Linked DNA regions of Triticum aestivum: region 2 is linked to region 1. A link is a contact called in public HiCAR-type data. All regions are on one chromosome and are shown on one strand. Each heading gives the region's core, a stretch centred on a gene start, on an enhancer-like site or on the middle of the called end of the contact. The rest is flanking DNA. Distances are from core to core; before and after follow the strand shown. Region 1 holds the start of LOC123082820 (cell number regulator 10). Region 2 holds the start of LOC123084165.

Region 1 (2,700 bases), core at 146-2,645:
ACGGTATCTGGTCTTGCAGGCTGCATCATGGGGATGTATCTGGTGCACCAAGCTAATTGACAGCATGCAGCTAGTTCTACAGTGCTACTAACAAATGTAACCGTATCCAATCTTTCACTAGCCAATAGTAAGCTTTTCTTTGTATCGTGTCAGATATAAACCGATCTTGTGTAGCTGGAGCATGTGGACGTGTTCACGAGCAGATTATAACACTGATTATTGACCTGCCATAAAGAAATTCAGTAGGTACTTTCTCTGTAAACTAATATAAGGTCTTTTAAGTAGTAATTTAAAAGATCTTATATTAGTCCAAGGAGGAAATACTTTCTCCGTCCGGAAATACTTGTCATCAAAATTGATAAAAAAAGATATATCTAGAACTAAAATACATCTATATACATTCCCTTTTATCCATTTTGATACAAATATTTTCGAACGGATGAAGTACTAATTAAGCGTGTACGTACTCACATTGACTTGAAAGTTGGCGCAAAAACCATTACTTATCCAGAGAGCTTTTAGATTAATGGTCGGCTGATGCTGAGCTAACTACCCCGCAAATAAAAGATTGGGAGTATAGCTGAGACGTGAGAGCGAGAACACAATCATATACGAGCATTATTAACAAGCCAAGCCGTTGATCGAGGAAGAAAACACACGCGCACGTAGGCGAAGCTCCCGGCGGCCCATAGTCCTACACCAACGGCCGCCGGTCCAGCTCCAGCACATGCGACCACCCATGCATACATGCCCGAATTACACTCCCGTCCCCATAGTAGTAATACCGCCCTACATTTTCCTTTGGCAAATATACCACCCCATTCGTATTTGGTAGTAATTACTGATCGTGTTTTCCATCTCTAGAACACATTGAATGTTCAGTGAAAAAAAAAACAGATGGGCTGTTTATACAGGTACGTGCATCCAAGATGAAGAATCGTTCAGATCAAAATGGTTACTGAGTCGACGAGGAGTACCTTTTACCACACGCAGAAGAATTGATCAGACGGAACTACTGAGCAGCCGACACCCACTGGCCGAACATTGGACGATGCTTTGATCCAGCGGTCGGCCTCCTCTTTGTGACATGCATGTACGGTCAGATCAGTAGCATCGTCCAGACATCGGCTGCACACCGTCGTGTGTATAGCAGATCAATCATGAGTCTACGCTATACGGTATGTGAGGTTTCAGGCAGCTGGCTGTCACCTTCAACGACGCGTACACTGCGTAAATACGGCTACTTCGCGCCAATTGAACGCCGCTTTGACTTGAAAACGCGGCTGGGTTATTTTACACGCTGAACCGTTCGGGACAGCACACGCATTCCTACCCATCTCCGCCCGGCCACGACCTATATATAAGCACCCCTCCGGCGAGCCCATTCCCGGCACACAACAACAGCCAACAGGCAACAGCAAAGCGACCTCACCAGCGCACAAAGATCACCTCATCACAGCTTTCCAGTTCACCGGCCATCGTCGCGATGAAGCCCGGCACCGAGCCGGCCACCGGCGTCCCCGTCGGCGGCGCACCGGGCGCCCCCACCGCCTGGTCCTCCGGCCTCTTCGACTGCTTCGACGACTGCGGCCTCTGTACGTAGCCTTGCTCTCAGGCGGCTCATGCCATCTTCCTCCTACTCATCTCAACGTCTCAATCGCCATGAAATGCATGTCTAATACATACTTATGATGTGTGCAGGTTGCCTGACTTGCTGGTGCCCGTGCATCACGTTCGGGAAGGTGGCGGAGATCGTGGACCGGGGCGCGACGTCGTGTGGGACGAGCGGCGCGCTCTACGTGCTGCTGGCGTCGCTCACGGGGTGCCACTGGATCTACTCCTGCACCTACCGCTCCAAGATGCGCGCCCAGTACGCGCTCCCGGACGCGCCCTGCTGCGACTGCTGCGTGCACTACTGCTGCGAGCCCTGCGCGCTCGTCCAGGAGTACAAGGAGCTCAAGGCCCGCGGCTACGACCCCGAGATCGGCTGGCACCTCAACCAAGAGCGCCGCAACGGCGGCGCCGGCGGCGTCAACCCGCCCGGCATGCAGGAGATGGGCCGCTGATCGAACCCGGCTGCTCATTGCCGTACGTGTGAAGGGAGGGTCGATCGAGCAAGCGTTCTTTCGTGCTTGGTAAATTGTTGCATAGACTTGGTTAAGTTCGTACTCTTTGTCAATAAAATCACCCTTTGTCGAAAAAAAATTCATACTGTGAATGGGTTATGTACTTATGTTGTATGGTGAGTTGATGATGTGATGTCAGGGCAAGAACGTGTGTACGTTTTTCTCCTTCTTTTTTCTTTTTGCGATGGCAGAAAAAAATGTCGCTCTGCATTTCATCCTTGTATTTCTATGGCTGGCCACCCGGTCGGCCTCTGGTTTTGAATAAAAATTCATGTTTGCTATTCCTTATACTACAACAGAATAATAATAACAATTTCAGCCGATTCCTGTGGAGAAGACGAATGCGCAACTCCATACTCATGGGAACCGCAGTGTGTCGCCGCTAGATGGGAGTAAGAGAGTCGACGGTGCGGGTAGAGGTGTGAGGCATGATCACCGCTGTCGGAGAAGGGGAGGGGTATAGAGGGACATCCGAGACGACAACAACTCGACAAAGGATATGACTCGTATTGGGCGGGGCGACGAAGCGACGCGATAATGGCATCAACCACGGGTGATGGTGGCAACCGGTTCA
Region 2 (2,700 bases), core at 4-2,503, 140 kb after region 1:
CGGCGAGTTGCTGAACCACGCGTCGGCTTGGGGCGACAACTGGCTCCGTCAGGCTAGGTAAGGGAAGGTCGAGCAGCGAGCTGCCTCGCCGGATACGGCGGACTCGATGGGCCACCCAACCGACTTTTATGCTGGAGAACTGCACTTTCGGCACGTCGGGTGCCATCGGAAGAGTGGAGAAAATGGACAAATGGTGAAGGAGGAGATGGGGGAGCGACGAGGGGGGGGGGGGCGATTCTTGCACGACGTATAGCCTCGTTTAAATAGAGGGCGAACGGGCGGAGCTCGGTCGGCGTTGCGTTTAATGTCGGCCCGCTCATGAAACGAACGTGTGGCATGAGTATATTTCTCGGCTTCCATGCGGGTTTAATGGAGACGTTTGAATGCGGCGAGGAGGCGTGCAGCGAGCGACGTCCTCGGCCGGCGCACCGCTTCAATGGCGGAGGCAGTGGAATGTCGCGTCCGCTTTGAGCCATTTTCCATGTGAAGCGGTGCGCTCGATAGCAGCATGAATGCGGGTAGCTGGCACCAGGCAGAAAGCACGTGCGGGAGGGAGGAGTGGTTTTTGGTGGGCCAGGGAGATCAGAAGTGGACTTGGGATCGGTCCGGACTCCAGTATACCCTCCCCCTCCTCCCTCGTTGTTTGTCTCCGGTTTACGGGAGGAAACGTGTCCGACTGCATCACGGATCCATATAGAACCACCTTAGATGGCTCTCACGGTCCGGACGATTGCGGGATGTGTGAGGGTCGGTGGCGTTGGAGATGCTCTTACCATCCACGACTTGCGAGGTTGTCCTTGTGTTCGAAACAACCCCTCTAGTAGAAGGTAGAAAATGAGTGAGCATCTTGACTGATTTTTATTTCCCACAATCTCTTATAATCAATATGGGCATCCACAAGATATTGTAATTTTTAATACTGTATTATCAATATACGTCATATAGGGCGTACTCCAGCGAGAAGAAAACGTGGGAGCATCCGCGGGAATCCCACGAATTAAACCTTGAAATCCACGCGATCCAAGCATACCACACCAGACGTGGATATCCAAGCGATCCTTCGCCGGAAAGCTGTTCAATCAAGACGAATCTTGTGGCACTGCACCCATCACCGGCCGGCCGGCTGGAGTGGCGCCGCGGACAGTTGACACGTCGCCTCGTGAGCGGTGAGCGAGTGCGTCAGAGGGCACGTCAGTCAAGTGTGGTACATTTTCAGTCTGACCATCCCACTTCTGGCGCCTCGTGTGTCTTCACACTGAAGCCGTTCACGTGCACGCTCGTCCTTCCGGCGCCGAACTGGAGCGGCACCGGCATAAATACCACCCGGCCGCCCCGCTCCCGTGTCCACCGCAAACACAACCCAACCCAACACACACACGCCTAGCTCTAGCTTGAGAGAGAGGGAGAGGATGGCGGGAGCGGTGAACGGCGTGGAGGCAGCGCAAGCTCAGGGCGGCGGCGCGGCGGCGGGGGAGGCGGCGATCAGGCACCGGACGGTGGAGGCGAACGGCATCGCGATGCACGTGGCGGAGTCCGGGCCGGAGGACGGGCGGGCGGTGCTGTTCCTGCACGGCTTCCCGGAGCTGTGGTACTCGTGGCGGCACCAGATGGCGCACCTCGCCGCGCGGGGCTACCGGTGCGTGGCGCCCGACCTGCGCGGCTACGGCGGCACGGAGGCGCCGGCCGACGTCGCGTCCTACACCGCCTTCCACGTCGTCGGCGACGCCGTCGCGCTGCTCGACGCCCTCGGCATCGGCAAGGTACGCGCCAGGGCCAATCAAAGCCACGTCAAGTAGTAGTAATTAGTTTAGTCATGCATCGCATCCCGCCCAACGCTGCTGCTCCATCAGTGTCGGGGACGCGTCCCGTTCCGTTGGGTGCGGGTGCGGGTGCGGGTCGCGGTCCGTCTCACTCTCACGGATGGAGCAGCGTTCCGTTCCGTTCCATCACGGCTCCAGAATGTGACAGTCACCCCTTCAAAAAAAAAAGAATGTGACAGTGACGGGCGCCAGCGAACGAGAAAAAAATGCCACCATGGACTCCTTTGCTCTGTTTCTTAAAGAACTCTGCTTGCAACAAGGACGCACACCAATAAATTGGCATCTCCCCATGTGAAAGTGTGACACCATACCACCATGCATGTACCGCCTGCACTGTGCTCTGTACGGCCCCTCCCGGCGAAAGATTACTTTATTCGGTCTCGCCGAGACGCTATTAGCGCTTGTTTGGTTCATAAATCCTTGTAAGTCCTTCTTGAGAGTCTTATTTCATAAGTCTCAAATGCCTAATTTAAGTCTCTATAAGTTCCTCCTGTTTGATTTGGTTTAGATTAAATCCTTAAACCAATAAGTGTCTGGAAACAAACACCCTCTTAGTAGTCTGATTGTTTGTCAGGACAATTAGTTTGTTGTTTTGTCGTGTCCATCAGCGAACAAACCAACTGAATTGTTTCTCCAAAACAAGTTTGTCAGGTCCCCTTTTTTCTTCTTTCCGCCGCTAGGAATGTGACGTTCACGAGCGCGATCAACTTGAAAGCAAATCTTCTTTCTTCTTTTCACTGGTAGAGTATTTTCCTTCTCACTTTCGTTGACAGTGCAGAGGCGGCGGCCGCTGCATAGGTTGTTTATCTAGTGGCGGATCTGCCACGTGATGGAAAATGATGTCTTGTTTCTTTTTGTTTGCCCTGTGACAAGTGGCCAG

The links. HiCAR-type assays count read pairs that join an accessible place to other places.
Region 2: a HiCAR-type map of leaf shows a contact between it and region 1, with 3 times the contacts expected there. The contact joins the promoter of LOC123084165 here to the promoter of LOC123082820 in region 1. A contact is called at or near these places in 1 of 5 Hi-C or Micro-C datasets (root) and 1 of 1 datasets of contacts at active chromatin or transcription factors (leaf).

Annotation. Positions count from the first base shown.
Region 1 is chr4A:638,494,578-638,497,277 of IWGSC CS RefSeq v2.1, forward strand. LOC123082820 (cell number regulator 10) reads left to right here and starts at 1,396. Exons shown (of 2, transcript XM_044505058.1): 1 at 1,396-1,595; 2 at 1,702-2,407. The coding sequence starts at 1,487. The coding sequence ends at 2,066.
Region 2 is chr4A:638,633,293-638,635,992 of IWGSC CS RefSeq v2.1, forward strand. It overlaps LOC123084165, which reads left to right and starts at 1,254. Exons shown (of 8, transcript XM_044505910.1): 1 at 1,254-1,760. The coding sequence starts at 1,410.